Linked DNA regions of Gossypium hirsutum: region 1 is linked to region 2. The links are chromatin contacts, called in public Hi-C maps. All regions are on one chromosome and are shown on one strand. Each heading gives the region's core, a stretch centred on a gene start, on an enhancer-like site or on the middle of the called end of the contact. The rest is flanking DNA. Distances are from core to core; before and after follow the strand shown.

Region 1 (4,116 bases), core at 923-3,422, 310 kb after region 2:
TGATGATCATTACGTGGCCATGAGCTCAATCTTTTCAGATACCCAAAAATGATGTCCTATAAATACCATACAGAATTTTGATGACATATTCATACAAAAAAACTCTAGGGCTTCCCACTATAATCAGTGTGATTTTTTTCTCTATTTCTAGGCAACTGGTACCTTTAACCATCCTTCTTATTCAAAGGTTGGCACCGTCGTAGACACAAGAGGACTCTTAGGCGGGGAGCATCTATTACGGTGTAGTAAAGGTGATGCTCTTTTCGGGGAGACAACAGTTGTCGTTATTACACAACCCATTAATAACTACGACCATTGCCGCATCGACCCGAGTTTAACCTCTACTGTGTTGGAACATCCTCTTTCCACCTTAGAGCCCCTTGTGTCCACCTCGGTGTCAATCTTCGAACAAGAATGAAAGGTTAAAGATACCGACTGCTTGGAAATAGAGAAAAAGATTATGTTGATTACACCGAAAGTCCCCAAATTTTTTCCATATGATTATGACACCAATCTTATCTATGGTATATATAAGGCATTTTTTATGGGTATCCAGAAAGCTTAAACTCTTGACCGCATAACGATTGTCACCTAGCCCCCCGGTTATACTCGAACTTGTGACCGCAGCACAACCTCCGACTGAGATCTCCACCTAGACTTCGACCCCTGATCGTATCAAGCATTATTACCTTGAAACCTTATTTCCCTACGATAGGTTTCTAAGGCGATGGTCTTATCCCACCATGACATATGAAATATATGTGTGCAGAGGTGCATTATCACATCCCCAACCCCTCAAAATTACCTAAGAACTTCTGTCGTCTCAGTCAAAACCCTAAATACTTTCAAAATACCCTAAAAACCCTAAAATCCTAAAACCTAATAAAAAAAATAAAAAGTCCTAACCCTGGAGAGAGAAAGTGGAAGCGCATCCAACTGGACGAGCTTTTTTGCCATTTATGCAAAAAACATGCCCAACTGAACGCGCTTTCACTTTCTCTCTCCTAAAAACGGCCTATTTCCCTAATTAATTTTAAAACGCACCTAGATAATTCAACAAACATAACCCTTTATATTTACAAATTTTGTCAATTTGATCTGAAAACACATCTTCATCATAAATCAGAGTTATAAAACAAATTCAAAACCTTTAATTAAGTATATTTATAAATAACTGTTATTATACTATATTAAAAAATATATAAATAATATATAATATTTCCTCAATGTATATATATATTCTGTCTTTATTTTTTGAAACAACCATAAAGAAATAGGAACATGGTAATGATGATACTACTTTCATGTAAGGGAAAACATTTGCATGCAAGTGTTTAAGGCTTTTTATCTTGGTTTCCCCTATATCTTTTGATTATACTAAGACATGAAATACGGGTTTAGTGTTATGGTTGTTCACATCTCTCTTGTTTCCTTTGAGGATAAAAAACACAAGAAGTTGGATTGTTTGGTTCAACAGTAAGTTGACTATTTTGTAGGCTTATATGGCACTAGCTATCGTAAGAGAACCAACAGTAAAAAACCAAATTTCCAAATCTTTGTAAGTGGTCAAAAAGCCTGTTAGAGTTAACTCAATAGCTTCCTACCATGTTGGATTGCAACACTCCAAAGCTGAAGCTTTTATTCTTTTCAGTTATACTTACAGACTGATGATCAAATGAAGGAAGCTACTTCAGGAATCAAAATGCAGCAGATGTTAGTCTTATCCATGGGTATGTCAATGCCAACGTCTACAGTCCTCTAACAGAGGCAATCTTGGTATCTTCTCGCATGAATTGATGGCAAAAGACAATCAAAATATACTGTAAAATATTAATATATATATATTTGAGGAATTATTATATTATTTATATATTTTAATACAGTATAATAAAATTTATTTATATATATTTTATGGTTTAGATTTATAACGAAGATGTATTTAAGGATTAAATTAATAAAAGTTTTAGAATTAAAATTAAATTGATATGATATGTAAGAATTGAGGACTAGATGTATTATTATTATTATTATTATTATTATTATTATTATTATTATTAGAAAAAAACAGTAGTGATAAACTCAAAAGTTTTCGTAATTTGGTGTGGTAATGGTTGAATAATTACAATTTACACTTTAAAATTAAAATAACAAAGAGACGTTTTTCTTTATGAAAAATAAATTAAAAATAAATAAAAAGGCGGAAGAAAAGGGAAGAAGGAAAGAAAGGGAGCGTAAAAAGAAGCAGAAATTTCAGTACCAACAGACGTTGCACAATCCCACATCCGTGCCCTTTGACTCTCTCGTTGTTCCGTCGTGAGCATCGGCCGATCCTCTCTGACCGCTGCCGGATTTTTCGACGCCGTTCGAATCTCTCTCTTTCTCTCTTCTTCACCTCCTTGACTGCCTAATTGTTGAATCTGTAAGTTCCTTTTTAATTAATTGATTATATTGTTATTGTCGCTTTATTTTTTGTTGTTTTATGGATGATATTTTTCGGCACTTGAAAAGCTTGATATCAGTTCACCGTGTGGAATATGAAACGCAGCCGGTTTTGAACCCTAATTGGAGCCCTTTTTTTTCTTTTGTTTTTCAGATTTCGTTGAACTTTTGAGCTTTTTTTTTTTGACACAGCTAGTAAATGTTCGAACCGATGATTCTTTGCTTCTTTTAATCTTTTTAATTATCAAAGTCGAACAAATTTATGCTCACGAGTAGTTGAACACTTTAATAATGTAAATATTCGCGTCTTAAATGTCTCAATTTACATTATTTCTATTCTAAATTTGGAGTTAGTCAGGTACATGGATGATTAATTGAGGAAGGTGGTCTCAACCAGCTGATTTTTTCGCTATTATTGTTTTTCCTCAGCTGAACTGTGTTATTTGCTAGTAATTATTTTTCAATTTACTCTTCAATTTATTTATTGTTGTTGATATCTAAAAGCATAAGACTCTCGAGCCCCTAGTAATTAACTGCATATTTCATTTTTAATACTAATATTTCCGGTGCGTGCGCATGTGTATTTATTTTAAATTTTAGCTTTGGTCTTGTTCTAATGAGGGAAATAAAATAAACTTGTGAAAATAATTCTTTAAGGAAAATGAAACATGTGGTTAGCTTGAAGTAGTTGTATTTTGAGTTTGTTTAGTTGGTTGCAGTTGTTTTATCTGTTCAAATTATGAATTCCAAAGTTTGTGCTATTGTTTTATCCTTAAAAGTATATATTTTACAGGAAATACTTGCTGTTTACCCCCTATGCAGTACTTCACCTTGCATTTTGCGTTGCTTGAATCAGTGGTGTGAATTTGCAATACTGTTCTTTTTTGAGGTATATGAGTGATCATGGGATCAGCTTGTTGTGTAGCTGCAAGGGAAAGGACCCTTCCAAAGAGAACTGGAGTTGAGACTTTGCATAGAAATACGACATGTTCGCCATCATGGAGCTTCCGATGGGATAGTCAAAGGTGCGTAGCTGATGAAATTGAAGAGCCTTCTTATCAGGTGTCTAATAGAGCTAGCAGAAATGTTAGCATGGAGAGAAAAGGGACATTAGGTTGTGGTAGGCGTAATATTTCTGATCAAAGAAATGCACTTGAGATTGAGAACTATGAAATACCTACTTGTCAAAAATTCCCTATCCGTGAAGATATGGGTAGGAATATGATGACCCCCTCTTCAGGTAAATTTATTTGTTAATAAGTAGGTAGCTTATCGAGATACCTTTTTCCTATAAGCATCTTTACTGTACATAAGATTTCCGGAAATTTGCTTAGAACTTTTGTTCTATGTTCGTTGTCTTGAAATTATGTCGTTTGTATAATTTTGTCTATTAACTTGATGTGAAAGGCTCTAATGGTCTTCAATTCCCAGCTACCGCACCTTTAGTATGCAGGATGCATGGTATTTACTAGTTGACTTCATTATCATAACTCATAAGAATGAACATAAAATATTATGTTTATTTATTTACTAGTTATATGCATTCTGCTATCGCCTACCACTCTATGTTCTCTCATTGCAGTTTTCAGTAACATGGCTTGGTGTCAGTTCCCCCCTTTCTATTATCTTTTCGTATTTTGTTTGAAATTGTTTTATGTTGTTGCTGCAGACATATCA
Region 2 (4,159 bases), core at 142-2,641:
AATAAACACGAAAACTAATCCAATTTTAAATAATTTTTAAATAATTTAATAGACAAACCCTAAACTAGAGGTGTTCATGGGCCAGGCAAAAAATATGGGAGGGTTCGGGTAAAAATATAGGCTCGAAATATGAGTTTGGGCAAAAAAGCGAAGCCCGTTTAGAAAACGGGCCAGGCCTCGGGCACCACTTTTTTGGCTCGAGCCCGGCACGGCCCGGCCCGAATATATAATAAATAAATATTTTTATTCTTTAATTTTAAAATATTTTTAAAATACTTTTTTTATTCTTTTTATTTTTAAAATAATTTTTTTGGTGTTTATGGGCTTAGAAATTTTTCCCGCGCCGGCCCTGGACAAAATTTCAGTCCCATATTTCGGGCCAGCCCGGCCTCGGGCCTAGGAAGCGGTCCAAAATTTTTTTTTGGGCCTGACCCGAACTAGGCCCTACCAGGCCCATGAACACCTCTACCCTAAACTCTAATCCCTTATTTATTTAATTTTTAATCCTAAACCCCAAACCCTAAACCTTAAAACTCAAAAACAAGCAAAACGCGTCCTTAAGGGCGGGCTTTATCCACGTAGGCAAAACGCTCCCTCAGGGACGCGTTTTCCTATCACGTACCCTGACATCGTGCTGACGTGGATGCGCTTTCGGGGAAATAGACCCATTTCGGTAAATAATTATTTACCGGGCCTATTTCGGTAAATTTTAAAAAAATAGGGCTTTTATATGTAATTTGCCCAAATTTATGTTTTCTGTCACTTGATTTAAAAAAAAATTACAAAATAGTCATTGAAGTATTCGAAAGTTTTCATTTAAATCGTTGGGCTGTTAAAATTATTGTTGTATGGCCTTCACTATTCTCATCACCTGCAATAGTCGAAAGCCCTCATTCTCTTTCTCTTTTACGGTTCAATTTTTTCATTAAACAATTTTGAATATCACGAACCAACATCCAAACTACTTTCTTCTTTGCTTTCCGGCACTGATCGTCGGATCAACTTGGATTTAAGGAAAGTTCTTCTACTCGTCGATGGGTACTAACCTACTGTATCCATCGTTGAATCGTTATTTGGAGCTCACTAATCGGACTTTAAAAAAAACTTAATAGCCCAGTGGCTTAAATAAAAAAAGTTTCAAATAGTTCAATAACTTAAATCAAAACTTTCAAATAGCCCAATGACAATTTTGTAATTTTTTAAAGTTAAATAACCAAAAATCGTAAACTTACCAATAGTTTAGTGAATTGTGTGTAGTTTACTGTTTTTTTAATAAAATTCTTTACCAATGCCTTGTATCAAAAGACATTCCTGCTTTGAACCCTATGTAAACGACGTCGCACAGTTACCTTACCTTACTAAAACACACCACACCGCCTTGGCCCTTGGTTGCCGCCACTGCTACAACGGACCCTACATGAATGGGAAAAAGATAATATTAAAAATAAAATCCAGTTGCTGTCGTCACCTGAGCAAAACCCGGTGCTTTTTAAATGTAATAAAAATTAAAAATAAAACAAATCCCAACAATTTGTTTGGTTTTGTAGTTGCTCTAATGGCGTCGAGGGAACGAAGCTTCCTCTCTGAAGATATCCCCTTGGATCTCACCGTTGACAAGCAATAATTACATTAACAATCAAAGTATATCCTCTTTTTTTTTCTTGGTGTCGAGCTCTAGTTGGCTTCCCGCGAAATCAAGATCGGTCAGGCTTTTGCTCAAAGTTCAACCGCCACATCGTTTCAATTAGGGCATTCATCGATGAAAATGGAGTTTTAATTTACCTTCCTTTCTTTCTTTTTCTTTTTTTTCCCTTCTAGTTTCTGAAAATCTTGAAATGAATTCCGACGTTGATTAGCCAACAGTATCGCGGGACTTTCCGCAGTTCACTTTCGGTATAAAGAAGAATTGCTGAGAAAATTTCGAAGCAGGTAAAAACTTAACAATGTATCCCTCAGTTTTAATTTCTTTTCTTGATTCCTTTAATTGTATGATGAGGTGGACGTCTTCCACTAATTAACTGAAAAAAATAATTACTAAAAATTTCAACCCAAAAAAAATACGTACTTTATTTCCTGATTAAGTATGGTTTTGTTTTTTTCCTGCCAGGGATTTTAATTCAAAATTTTGGTTAAAGGCAAGAAATGGCAACACCAGTTGAGCCTCCTAATGGTATTCATTACCAAGGAAAACATTACTATTCCATGTGGAGAACATTATTCGAAATCGACACCAAATATGTGCCGATCAAGCCTATTGGGAAAGGGGCATATGGTATCGTTTGCTCTTCTGTGAATCGCGAAACAGACGACAAAGTTGCCATTAAAAAGATAAACAATGCCTTTGACAACCCTGTTGATGCACTGAGAACTTTGCGTGAATTGAAGCTTCTTAGACATCTTAGACATGAAAACGTGATTGCTTTGAAAGATGTTATGATGCCAATTCATAGGAGAAGCTTCAAGGATGTTTATCTAGTTTATGAACTTATGGATACGGATTTGCATCAAATTATTAAGTCTCCCCAAGCTCTTTCAAATGATCACTGTCAGTATTTCCTCTTCCAGGTATCTACCATTCCAATCCCTTTGCAAAGGCATCTTACTGGTTTGTTTTGCTGTTTAATTTGATTAATATGTATAACTGTTCTGCTACGTGGCATTGCATTTGAGTTTAATATAAAGGATCAAGAAATCGAAGGGTCCGTGTTTACAACTGTTAAAATTTTGTCTGTGGATGTATTAACAGAGCATTCCTCGGCATGAATTTTACGTCAAACTTCATTACGTTTTGCTTAAAAATGAAGATTAGGCAAAGAAGCAAGAACCTAAATGGTCAAATTTGAACGTGTATTCCCTGGACGCTATGTTGTGGAATTTTGCATTACTAGTATACTACTATATCATGTACATTATAGTTTTATGCCTCGGAACCTATGTGTTTAGATGGTTTATGCACTTTCCTTTCTGTTTGTTTTCTAATCAACGTATAAGTTCACTGTCAACATGTTGTATTCATTCTTAACACCGTATTGAATATTGATGGAGAAAAGCGTTTGTTCATACTAATTGATGTCCAATGCTTTAACATGTCTAGGCAACAGTTAGGGACTGACATAATGGGAGCTAGTTGGTTTTAGCTTTTCAGACAAACATGTTCTAGGCCTTCTACCTTTCTGGCATTATGTACTGGCCTGATATTGCAAGCATGGTTATTACTTTCATCACTAATATATCTGCTAGGCTTATCGATCGATAAGCTTTTATGCAAAGGCCTATTATTTTAAAAATTGTTTTTAAAAGGAAGCATTGGTCACTTTCTCTCACTTGTTTGGGCATGAAGAGATTTCTAGCATTTGTAGACAGGAGTTTTATGTAGTAATTGAGAAAATTATGTGAGGGATGAAGTTTTGGAAATTTGCATTAAAGCTTCTATTGTGATAATGATAAAATATTATGAAATTTATGTATCTCATTCTTCTTTTTTGCAGTTACTTCGAGGTTTGAAGTATCTTCACTCAGCAAATATTCTCCACCGTGACCTGAAGCCAGGAAATCTTCTTATAAATGCAAATTGTGACCTTAAAATTTGCGACTTTGGATTGGCACGCACTAGCAATGCCAAGGGTCAATTCATGACAGAGTATGTTGTCACTCGCTGGTACAGGGCCCCTGAGCTTCTCCTTTGCTGCGACAACTATGGAACATCCATCGATGTGTGGTCTGTTGGATGCATCTTTGCGGAGCTTCTTGGCCGAAAACCCATCTTCCCTGGTACAGAGTGTCTCAACCAACTTAAGCTGATCATCAACATACTTGGCAGCCAGAAGGAAGAGGATCTTGAATTTATAGATAACCCCAAGGCAAGGAACTACATTAAATCACTCCCATATTCCCATGGAATCCCCTTTTCTTGTCTTTATCCAAATGCCCATCCTTTGGCAATTGATTTACTGCAAAAAATGCTAGTTTTTGACCCTTCAAAAAGGATTGGTGTAACTGAAGCACTCCAACACCCTTACATGGCACCCTTGTACGATCCCAACTGCAATCCTCCAGCCCAAGTGCCAATTGATCTTGACATAGATGAGGATTTAGGGGAAGAAATGATCAGGGAGATAATGTGGAAGGAAATGCTTTATTACCATCCTGAAGCTGCTAA

What was found. A called contact is a pair of places that touch in the nucleus more often than the background predicts.
Region 1: a contact with region 2 is called in a Hi-C map of leaf, with 2.9 times the contacts expected there. The contact joins the promoter of LOC107910203 here to the promoter of LOC107910200 in region 2. A contact is called at or near these places in 14 of 34 Hi-C or Micro-C datasets (anther, callus, hypocotyl and 3 more).

What each region holds. Positions count from the first base shown.
Region 1 is chrD02:22,058,376-22,062,491 of Gossypium_hirsutum_v2.1, forward strand. It overlaps LOC107910203, which reads left to right and starts at 2,173. Exons shown (of 5, transcript XR_001687538.2): 1 at 2,173-2,419; 2 at 3,233-3,679; 3 at 4,109-4,116.
Region 2 is chrD02:21,749,836-21,753,994 of Gossypium_hirsutum_v2.1, forward strand. It overlaps LOC107910200 (mitogen-activated protein kinase homolog NTF3), which reads left to right and starts at 1,392. Exons shown (of 3, transcript XM_016837981.2): 1 at 1,392-1,929; 2 at 2,108-2,565; 3 at 3,489-4,159. The coding sequence starts at 2,143.